2 separate regions of the Bombyx mori genome follow, and region 1 is linked to region 2. The links are chromatin contacts, called in public Hi-C maps. All regions are on one chromosome and are shown on one strand. The core of a region is the stretch at or near the end of the contact, and the rest is flanking DNA. Distances in the headings are between cores, read along the strand shown.

Region 1 (5,615 bases), core at 2,679-5,178, 310 kb after region 2:
AAGTCACGATACGATACTGATTCACTGTCGAACAATACGATAATTCAGGCCGCGAATACAAAGTCACGATACGATACTGATTCACTATCGAACAATACGATAATTCAGGCCGCGTATACAGTCCCCGGCACGTAACTTGGGAAGAGTAGTTAGATGCATACAAGTCGTTTTTTAGATCTCTTTGGTTGTCAAGCGGGACGCGGGGAATGTCGTAGTACCGTTCCGAGCGCGCGATTGGTGAGTCAGACGACCCTCCACTCCCGCACCGCGTCTACGTTCCGTTCGCTCCCGATTACACTTGCGTGTGACAGTTTTTTGTTGAATTAAGTGCACTATGCGCGACCTAACCCTCACTAAGCCAAAACCTTGCCAACTTACGTGTCGGCAAGTATACAAAGTTATTGCTGAACAACGCATCTACAGATGATTCTAGAAACAATCACTTAAGACGTTAGTAGTAAACCTAGTAGTTTATATAGGTAAGCTTTTTTAATTAAAAATAAACATAAGGAATCAGAATTTAGTAATTTCCTTTAAGATTCCGTGTTCATTATTATATACTAATACTAGCTGACCCGGCAAACGTTGTCTTGCCATATATAAGATTTCTAGAGAATTTCTAGTGTAGAAAAAAAATTACTAACTTATTGGAAGTGTATAAGGATGTGCAATATGAGTGAAAAAGGCCTGGAGCGCTGTGAACGATGAGGGAATGTTGTTTAAAAATAACAAAACACCGAACATTAATTGTTTTAATTTATTAAAAGTAATAATTATATATATATATAATTAATTTATTACATAATATTAATCTCTTAATACTGCAGCGTGAACAATATTTTTTGTTAGCCCGTCTTTAGCTAATACAAACAAACTTGATGATTTACCCACTCGAGAGCATACAACGTATAATTGTCCGTGTGAAAAACATGGTGTGCTCAAATCTAAGCCACAAACAGACATTGTTTGGCCTTGGGATTTATTAATAGTCATTGCAAATGGCAATCTAATCGGAAATTGAATACGCTTAAATTGAATTGACACATCTGTGGGTATAATAGGTATTCGTGCTATCAATATATTTTCACCTCGAAACTTGCCATTTAAAATGGTGCCTTCGATAACTTTTTTCATTAATTTTTAATGACTAATCGCGTACCGTTGCATAGCCGTGGCGGGTTCAAATTACGAAGCAAAATAATTGGAGATCCAACCTTCAATTGTAAATTATGTGGTGGCATGCCTGGCAAATCCAGTGAGTTCAAAAACTCTGTTGGAAAATTTACAGCTTCAGTGTCATCGCAAACTGTATCAATAGATTTATATGATACCAAGTCCCCTGGCAATAACTGTTGTATCTTCAGATTTAAAATGTCAACATCCACATCTTTTGCAGCTAACATTGCTCTTTCTGCAAACCACTCGAGATTTATGTAATTCGTGTGTACATCGGGAAATATTTGTTCAATGAGAGCATTTTGCGAATCAATGATAGTGCAGAAATCATTCGCTAATTTTATGTATCCAGTTTCAGCTATAGTGACTTTTCCATCGCCGATATCTAAGAGTTGTTTTGAAAATTTTTCAGCGGATGGATCTTGAAGCATTTGAACGCGCATATTTACTTTCAGCTGTACTATTTCAACATTACGCCACAATGTAGATGATTTTAAGCAGGCGTTGATTTCATCATTCACCTGAAAGGACTAACAGAGTGCCACCAAATAGTTTGTCGTTGTTTTTAATATCTTTCAATGTCCTGTTCAAGGCCTCAAGCGAATGTTTGTGTGCCATGGTACATTCATATTTTCCACTCTAAATACCGCCATGTCACTGCCTTTGTGGACATACTTGCAAATGTATTTGATGCTCTTCACAAAACTGCAGAACTCAACATTAGTATGAACATTGTATGTTTTGCTCAGCAGGGGCGAATATGGCACGACCCAACGATTGTCAATATCAATGTCTGTGTTGCTGATGTTTTTAATAAATGATTGTCCGCATAATCTGTATTCCTTCGACGATATATTGGATATCCGTCGACATTTGTGATATTATCGTTAGTGAAATCTTTAGGGATTTTTTTTGTAGATTTTCCATCTGACATGCAAGGCGATGAACTAAAAACGTTTAACTACTACGCTTGAAGCATAAACACTAATAATAGCCGAAAACTGTAGAGGTAACATCCCTACTCCGTGCTGTTTACAGGGTGAGAAGTGACACCTGTAGACATCTGGCGGGGATAACTAATTAAATGACGATTGATCAGTTTTCGACCGGAGAGGAAAAATTATTAAATTACTAAAATGGCTATTAAAAAATAAGGGTTAATCGTAGAAGGGTGAAAATTGAGGATTGTATGTATTTTTGTATGTTGTATCATAAAAAAATTGTAATTAAAATTTTTGTCTAAAAATTAAAAAAAAAAATTTAGGGTTGGACTACCCCTAACATTTAGGGAGATGAAAAATAGATGTTGGCCGATTCTCATAGATACCGGATAAGCACAAAAAATTTCATCAAAATCGGTCAAGCCGTTTCGGAGGAGTATGGCAACGAAAACTGTGACACGAGAATTTTATATATTAGATGTTTGTTTGTCTTAAGAAGAAAGCATGACACAAATCAAAGAAGAAATAAATATTTTTTTTAAATGAAATATATGAATTATTTTGTTAATATCTTTCAGATTTTATTCAAGAACAGAGTAGAAATAGAGTCTGCAGTTGTACTGGCTGTGAAGCGGAACGCCCTGCAAGTATTGATACCTAAATATGGACTGGAAGGACCTCTGTATTTACCATCTGAAAAATTCACGTATAATGAAGAGGTGCGTAGAAAAGAAACTGAGCTGTTATTGTCATTGTCAATGATGTGAGATCTGGTGAAATGTATTTTATGTTACATGTATATAGATCTATAAATGAGCCGTCCGCCCATAAGTGGTTACGGGAAATCACCTTTTTTTAACAGTACATTTTTCTCACACAAGTTCACACTAGTGGCGCCATGTCGTTTGTCAAAATATTGTATTCAGAAATAATAATAAAAAATACTCTAGTACGACACCGGAATCAACACTAACATTCGCATTCGCATTTTCGCAGGAACACGTTCAGAAATGCGGGGACGTCGTGCTGAAAACGTTCGACGAGCTAACGGTCCGTCTCAGCTTGGACAGCTCGAATCTTCAGCACAGGAAGCTCGTGTTCGAGCTGGTCGAGCCGCACGTGCCCGGCTTCAGCTACGTGCCGGACGCGGGGAACATGGAAGTCGACGACGTCGCAGACACCGCAGCGCCAAGCTCGGAAAAGACTCACAAGAAGAGAGAGATCCCAGCCGCCGCTGCCCCGAAACCCAGTAAAAAGAGGAAATCCAGAAGGAAATGAGGTGTGAAATAAAATACAAAATGTAATAAAATATGGTATTTTATATTGTGAATCCTGTGCATTTTGTATTATTGAAATTTATTTTTTAACCGACTTCAAAAAAAGTTGGTTCACAATTTTCCACTGTATTTTTTACGTTAACGTAGTACTTTTTTTAGGTGAACCTATTAGCATGATTCAGCTCTATGAGTTATCCTTAATAATGCATATTTTAATTGATTTCTTTATTTGTTAAAAAGAAAATATCATCAGTCTTCTGTTTTGTCAAAATTATGTATCGTTCAATACATTATTGATTTTAATATTGCTCGTATACAGTATTTAGAATTTGAAAATATTTGAATCTCATTTCTCTTAAGATCATAGTCATATTCGTTCAGTCCCACATTACATTACATTACATTAAAAAGTTGCCTCACTCTTTCCCTCGCAACTTAAAACTTGCTTCGGTCGACTAGTGTATATTGCACTGCATCGTCGCAATTGTTACGAATTCGTCAGTGGTGCGTCATTCTGCGTCGCAATGGCGGCGGACTGACAGCTGTCAAAACCGGCGGCCTCAGTCCGCTCGAGCTGGTGACGTCACGCGACGTTTCTGCCTCGTAAGTGTCGTCAGCTTCTCGAGTTTCGACCGCAGTAGGGATGTCGGGCTGTAGTGTTGTGGCTATGCGAGATATTTCCGTATCGACTTTATTGATTAGTTGCTCGACTGCGACGGGCCATCGCGTGGTGGGGGCGGAATGTGACGGAGACAGCCTCGCGTCCGCCATCACGGCCAGCCTCACCGTCTCCCCGTATTGTATCACTGTTAGTGACATACCTGCAACAAAGGAACTATTTTGATCAGTCGATCCGGAGGTTTTATTTTTATTTTTTATTGGTTAGGTAGGTGGATGAGCTCACAGCCCACCTGGTATTAAGTTCTAAGGTCTCAGGTATAGTTAACACTATTATAACACTATTATACCTATTACTATAGCAAAAGAGTTCGCTTTCTTGTTTAAAGGGTAATTTTGCTTTAGCAAAACGGAATTAATCAAATCATATCCTTTTTCTGAAAAAATACATATATGAATAATAAATAATAAAGAAAACTAAATAGATCAAGAATAGTTGGGTAGCTGTTACCCGGCAGTAGCAATATCCAAATTTACGATAACTAAAATAAAAAAAGAAATTGATGTAATAAGTTTTTTTGTTTTGTTTTGCGTTTTAAGTCTTGCATGTATATACCATTATAGGCAGACACAAGCCTTTCTCGACTTTCTAAGCTGATTTCCTTCCTATCGAACGCTCTAACGGATTGAGTAGATCCCATGAGAAACCAATGGGTTTCGTCTGTGGGTTAAAAGAGCTTATAAGGCTTCGATAGCTCACTAAAATATAATAATATTAACAATATATAATAAATATAAATCATTAAAAAAAAATTACATATTACGGTATAAAAAAAAGTTTTCGAATGATTGACAACCTTAGATGAAGTTTTAACTCATATCGGTTATACCTTTGTTAAGAGCTTTATTATGAATAAGACCGTTAATATTTATAACATCACTCACAACCTAGAAAATTGATTTAGGTGTTTATCATTACGTCGTCGAAGCTTAAGTTCTAGAACTTACTGATATTGGCCTGAGGCGGGCGCCAATAGATAACGTGATCGACAGTCTGACCCCACAGTGTGGCCCGTTGTTTGGCATTGAGAGGTGCGTTGATTTCCGCATAAGACACTGCGTATCTTCTTGACAGTATATTCAATGCTAATCGTGCGAGAGGAGAAGGAACAGCTCTAGTTAATGCACCGCATCGAGCCTGGGCCGCCCAGGCCCCGGCCAATGCCTGCTGTCTATTGCACGCTTGTTCCACTACGGCGGCGATACGACGTGGACTCGCGCCTATAGGCAGGGTCAGACAGACCATACCTGGAAAATCATCGAAATGTACACTATAAATTTATCACCAGAGCAGCGACAATCTATATATATGTATATAAAAATGAATTGTTGTTCGTTAATCTCGCTAAAACTCGAGAACCGCTGGACCGATTTGGCTAATTTTGGTCTTGAATTATTTGTGGAAATCCAGAGAAATCCAGGTTTAAAAGGTAGATAAATATGAAAATGCTCGGAATTAAATAAAAATAACAATTTTGTTTTTCCTTTGATGTGTCCCCCGTCGGACGGATTTCTTTTGTTTGTTTTCAGTTAATTTTATACA
Region 2 (6,432 bases), core at 237-2,736:
CGGGTGCAGGCGACCTACGAGCAAGTGTAGGTGTTTTAGAGGGCGCGACGGAGGCCGCGGATGATCGCTCAGCTGAAACGATGGTCACGGCGGACGACGCAGCAGCTTTTCTCGCCAGTATAGGCGACACGGGAGCGGCAGGCACGACAGAGGCTGCGGTGCTCAATGCAGAAGCTCTGCACGCAGGTACAGGCGACGCAGGAGCAGCGAGCGCGGCGGAGTCCTCGAGAGGGCTCGCAGTGTGATTGGCCTTGAAGGCCAGAAACTCTGAGGCGAGCTGTGGGTGGCGAAGTCGGAGGAATTCCGCGAATACAGCGTCCATGATCGCTGAGTACCCAGGTGGGGCGGCCCCGGGTCTTGAAGACACTCGCCTTGCGGCGAGGCCCCAACTTCTCGGACCTGAGCGGTTCTATTGAACACAGGTGGCAATGCGGCGCGATTACTACAGGACAAAGAAAAAGCACAACAAAACAGAAATTACGAAAAGAAACAAAACAAATAAATACTTGCAGGAAACCACTTTGTCGGCAAATGTTCCACGAACACAAAAATAACTAAAACAAAACAAATAAAAGCTTCCAGGAAACACACTTGGTCGGCAGATGTATCACGAACACAGGCCGCGCGAACAATGGCCGGGCTAACAAAAGCCGGGCGAACAAAGACCGGGCGATCGAGTGGACGATGAGCACGTCCGCACGTGACGGGTGCCTCTATCGGAATGCAATGTGCATCGATAACGCAATGATAAGTATTCAGAAATAATTATTTTAAAGTAATTCAAACATAATTCAAAGAATTCAAACAATATCCATTCCGAGTTTCGTCAAAATCGATTCAGTGATTTAAACGAGAAAGAGACAGAAAAGAAAGACAGAGAGAGAAAGACAGTTGCTTTCGTATTTAAAATATGTACTATTATTGTGGATTGCCGGCCGCACGTAGTTTGAATAGCTCTGTATGCTACCAACTACATATTAATAAGGAGAAAAAAAATGTATTGAATTAAAAATATGAGGCTTCTTAGGATTTATTGCTCTCGAAGTAGACGACGAGCCCACAGAACACATGTAAGCGCTTATATAAGCCTGATTTCTTTTTAAATGGCGTTAAAAAGTACATGACCTACGAAAGGTCATCCAGAAATTGAAGAACTCAACAAAAATGTTGTCTAGACTACAGTTGTAACTATACTGTGACCTTAGAACTCATATCTCCAGGTGGGTGGCGGCATTAACATTGTGGATGTCTATGGACTCCGGTAACCATTTAACATCAGGTAGGCTGTGAGCTCGTCTACCCATCTATGCAATAAAAAAATAAAAAAAAGTATCGAGCAATGCGTCTACAGCGTGTTGATAGCTACGAAATTATAACGAACAAAATGGTCCATATTTGTCAAACTGAACAACTTTATCTACTGATCGTAGCGCGTAAGCTAAGCCTATACCGCTATCTCTCATCCTCCCGGGCTCAGTCAATAGTTATACAATACACTTGAGATTTTGACTTGATTCCTCGGTGTTACCTGAGCGCCATGACGTCGTATCCTTCTACAAGCGAGGCTTGCGGGAGGGTAGGTACCTAGTTTTTTAGTACTGATTTCTAAGAGCAAGGATAACCGCTCATCAACGGTCGAAAGCTCGTAAGCATAACAAAGGCAATACAAAAAGAATGAGCTTTTATGTTATTGTGATTTGGTAATTCTCGTTGTGATACGTACGTGATAGATGTTCCAGTAAACCATTTAACATCGGGTGGATCGTGAATTTATTGATATCATATCAATTATGAGAATTGACACCTGACGTTGAGACTTGACTTCCGTTATAAAAGCTCATTAAGTTACTAAAGGTACCCTTACATATTTTAAGGCAGCCCTCAACGAAAGTTCCTCTCAAAGGTCAGGAGTTCTTGAAGCATAAAATAAGCAAATAAATTATTTACAAGAAGGTATCCGACACGAACTTGAGGGTTGACTTGCTCATGATTTTCACCATAAATATTCACAAAAACCTGCTTCGAAAATAAACCGAACGATAAACCACTAAAATTTTCGCTTTTGATTCTAATTCTTTTATTGTTTTTGCACTAAACAATTACACTTTAACGGTACTACAGAAAATATACCTAATGTAGTAATAGAAAAGACCATATGACAATTTCCGTTTTGCGATTGCCGACATATACCTTGCAAGCCCAAAGGGAAGGAGAAGAAGAAAAATAAAACAAAAAAAAAAATCGATTTTATAAAATTCATACTTTGACCATGACCAAAGTCTGCGTCTGAAATTATAAATCGATATCCTAAAACTAGGGTTTTAAAAAGTAAATCCTCACAAGGAACTTTTAAAATCAGAAGGTTTGGGTTTGTACTATTTCGCAGATTGTAGCTTTGTAAGAAGAGTTAACATTCGAAGCCTATAATCCGGTTACATTGTCCTCCCAAAGTAACGGCTACTTTGATGTTGTTTATTTTATTTAACGCGTCTGGTATCCCTTTTGTAAAACCCCCAAACAAGGTAAAACCGATTGACTCAGCAAAAAGGAATATTTTAAAACTCAGCTAAGCTTATATTTGGACGTAGTAGTACTATATTGTACTGCTATATTGCTACGTAGTATTATAAGCTTATTGTGAAGATACTTAATAATGGTAACTTCAAATATTTAAGCTTATTTCAACAATACTGGACGGAGCCGGAGTAATCAAGAGTAAATTTCGATTAAAGTCTACGAAAACTCCGTGTAAGACCTTCCCGCTCGCTATAGCTTATAAGCTAATTTCATATTGCAAATGAAATATGCTAAAAATAAATATAAGTTGCGCGTTCAATATTGGATATTTTTCATATTACTCGTACACTCATGTTTCAGCTATCTACGACATGGCATGCCTTAAGTGGAACCAATATAATTTTCTTGAAATCACTCTCTTTTTTGCTGTGTCATAAAATCTATATACATTCAAATCTCTGGTACACAGTTTCGAACATGTGGTCCATTAACTTTATATCGAAACAGAGTAGAACCTGCATTCGAGAAATCATTATCTGACGCTGCTGCGTACATTATATTGTGATTAACCTTTGCATTAGACGCCTTCAGCTCTAACACTAGGAGCAGGCTTAAGGACTCCGGTAACCGTACTCGTCGAACTCGACAAAGAGTTCGCCGTGCAACCTAACCCATGAATCGGTATTCGGTATAGGAACAGGTTCAATAACACTTTTTGAGACAGTGGGAAATGTGCTGGCAAGCAGTACAAACAGCAAGACAACATTAGAGTTAAGAATCACGGACGCTGACTATTTGGTCTGTTTAATTTACAAATCATCTAAGTTGACACTCTGAATTAAAATCCCGCTAGGTTAGAACTAGTCGAATTAAAAGCCTAGCTCGCCTTAATTTTTGACTTTTGTATTCACTTTTGTTTTATTACCACTGTAGGTATTAGAGCATACAGCCTACCTGGTAGGAATTAGTCCAGCTGTTACAGAAGACAGGATGTTAGCAAGGTCTCAATAGTAATATCAAAAACATCTTTTTAAATAACTGATAATCTGGAAATTGTCTGGTCTCATAGTCATCAAGTAGAGGGTGTAAATGATGAGCGATTTTAGTGAATAGATCTATTAAAAAACTTATTCGATACCGGTTATAAAATGGAAAGGATGTAATAAAAGCACACTTTGTTATTGAAATGAGAAGGATGCCTACTTTATGAAAGGGCTCGAGAAGTCGTAAACACATTAGTACCTCATTGAAAAGGGTTTGTTGCAATTCATTCTTGACAACACAATTTTTTTGCATTCTTTCCGTTCTAAGCTTTGGTAAAGGAATGACAGCCATAGTATCGCAATAATCTATAGCACTGTACTAATAACACCATATTATCAGTAACTAGTGGTCCCGCAGCAGTCGAAATTCGACTATAATTAATTGAAATTATAAGCTTGAACATTATTACGGTTCTATTGTCAAAGTAACAAAGACTAATAGATTTCTATAATCACAGATTTCCCCAAGACTACACTATACAAATAATATTAAAGATAAACAATATTATGTAACCTATTCTTAATTTGACCACAGACTAAGCAATAATAAAAATTTGACAGTAAACAAAGAGTATGTGTGTATATGCGTCTGTATCAAATACATGGTAGTGTGTAATGTTTTTTTCATTAATTTAATGTATTATTAATGCATATTTTTTTTAATATTAGCATTCTGCACTCCTTCTCTATACACTCTATAAGTGTGGGAAATTTCATACTCCTCCGTCCGTACAATTTTCGTAAAAAGGGGTACAAAGTTTTTGCTTCACGTATTAACATATAGATATCTGAAAGCTGCAAAGTATTCAATGTCTATGCGCTTTCCCGAAATCCGTCCATACTAGTGTCCCTTTTTTAGCCTACCAAACCAATTTCACCCATTTTGCCTCATTTCTATTTTGAGCACTTGTTTGTATGGTGCATGTTTCGCCCGCATATATTTATTTATTCTTTATTTGTACACACTGTTAATATAATACAGTAATTGCGATAAGATATAAAAAATGGCGAGCTTAACTCAACAATTGAGTTATCTACCAGCTAACCGTTCTCAAAGAAGGAAAGCTTTACATGAGTGGGTAGATGAGTACAATCTAATTAATTTAATTATTGATACTATAGACAATAACAATAAAAATAATAAAAATAAACACTAATACATAATATATATATATATATATATATATAAATGAATTGCTGTTCGTTAGTCACGCTAAAACTCGAGAACGGCTGGACCGATTTGGCTAATTTTGAATTTTTAGTCTTGAATTATTTGTGGAAGTCCAGAGAAGGTTTAAAAGGTAGATAAATGTGAAAATGCTCCAAATGAAATAAAAATAACAATTTTGTTTTCCCTTGGATGTGTACCCTGTCGGACGGATTCCTTTTGTTTGTTTTAAGTTTATTTTATACAAAAGTTTAGGTCTTTTATTTATCGATTGAAGCACTACGAAGTCTGCCGGGCTAGCTAGTAAATTTATAAAACTAACCAACTTTTTCCATTACGCACAGATTTTTTCCTACCTATGCTGATAGCCTTGAGAGACTATTTCAGCTTCACCCTAAAGTGTAGGTAAGCTCACGGGGCTCAAACTGGAGTGTTGCTAACACTGACCCTAGCGAAAGCAGTGCTTCGCAGAATCTAGCCCCGGATCGGAAACGCGACCATGTGAATTTGATTTTTTACAAAAAAACCTAGTGTACGTGAAACTATGTCAATTTGTTTTAAGTTTGCTCGACTATGCGTTGATAACTAACTCCTTTGCTTTGTAAGATATCTTTTCTGTTCATTAGAATTCCTTGTTACTTTGAATCTGTGATTATTTCATTATGCATTAAATTAATTTATTTGCGTAGTTTAAGTTAAGTAAAACATAACTGATGACTCGAATATGCTCAACGGTCTTGCGTTTCACATTTTAAAATCAAACCATTCCTGAAATTCGACAGGTTTAATACTTGATAAGTGTGTATGTAGATTATCATGCTTTTATCCTGTGTATTTACATTATATATTCACGTTGTTAATGATTCGGGCGGATGCAGATAAGGTGCTTATCCATATTTATCCGAAGATAAACTATTTAAAATACAACAAATAATTATTTTTACGAGGATTATTCACGATTCTTTCATTATAAATTTTAAGCAATTTCAATCATAAAACCCGTGGTGCATTCAATGGTTTCTGAGTTTCCGTATGCAGCCATAAAGTCTATAGATGTCTGTTTGGCTCAGTCGTTTTTGGGCTTAGTTGCAAAAATCTAAATATTAGTAAATCGTACAGTGATTTTATTACTGATTCTTTTGTCATTTTTATTTAAGAAAGAACGAAACAGGCTACCCGTTTTTGTAGATGGGCCTACTAAATCTATAAACACCGCTTCATAGAAACAAGCTCTTTTTTTAAACGATTTTAAAGTATCTGCGTTCGTTCAAACACCTTTTATTTCGAGTTTGCCATGTCTATTTGCAGTTTATGACTGCATAAATATTATAGAGGCAGTAAACAATCTACTTTCGGTTGGCCTTGCGCGTTGACTTACGGTTTAAGGTGTTTTATCAACATTGAACTAACAGTTTCAAAAATGCCATTTTTATTTTAGCTACAATAATTCCTTTCTACGAAAATAATACTTGGCATTCGTTTAATTAAGAGTTTTCCATATCCGTAATTATTTCAGTGATGATTTTTGGGCAATAATTTTCTTCAAAATGATATCATAATATATTCCAGAATTTAAACCAGTTATGGAAACATTTTGTTGAAAAACAAAAATGTTCCGATATATTCGATATTTATTTATTTATTTATAACTTCATATACTAGAAAGTATAAAGGCGTACTTCATGCCATAGGCATTCTCTAATA

What was found. A called contact is a pair of places that touch in the nucleus more often than the background predicts.
Region 1: a contact with region 2 is called in a Hi-C map of middle silk gland, with 8 times the contacts expected there. The contact joins two enhancer-like sites. A contact is called at or near these places in 4 of 7 Hi-C or Micro-C datasets (middle silk gland, midgut, posterior silk gland and 1 more).

What each region holds. Positions count from the first base shown.
Region 1 is chr9:11,141,938-11,147,552 of ASM3026992v2, forward strand. It overlaps LOC101744670 (exosome complex exonuclease RRP44), which reads left to right. Exons shown (of 15, transcript XM_038013090.2): 14 at 2,696-2,836; 15 at 3,114-3,447. The coding sequence ends at 3,395. LOC101744812 reads right to left here. Exons shown (of 9, transcript XM_038013092.2): 8 at 5,021-5,320; 9 at 3,419-4,215. The coding sequence ends at 3,893. Among protein-coding and RNA genes, the nearest start is that of LOC101744670, 15 kb to the left of the region's middle. Within about 2 kb of position 3,929, at least 8 of the 8 cell types and tissues checked have open chromatin away from gene starts, as enhancers often do.
Region 2 is chr9:10,829,530-10,835,961 of ASM3026992v2, forward strand. No RefSeq gene overlaps it. Among protein-coding and RNA genes, the nearest start is that of LOC101744381, 4.3 kb to the right of the region's middle. Within about 2 kb of position 1,487, at least 6 of the 8 cell types and tissues checked have open chromatin away from gene starts, as enhancers often do.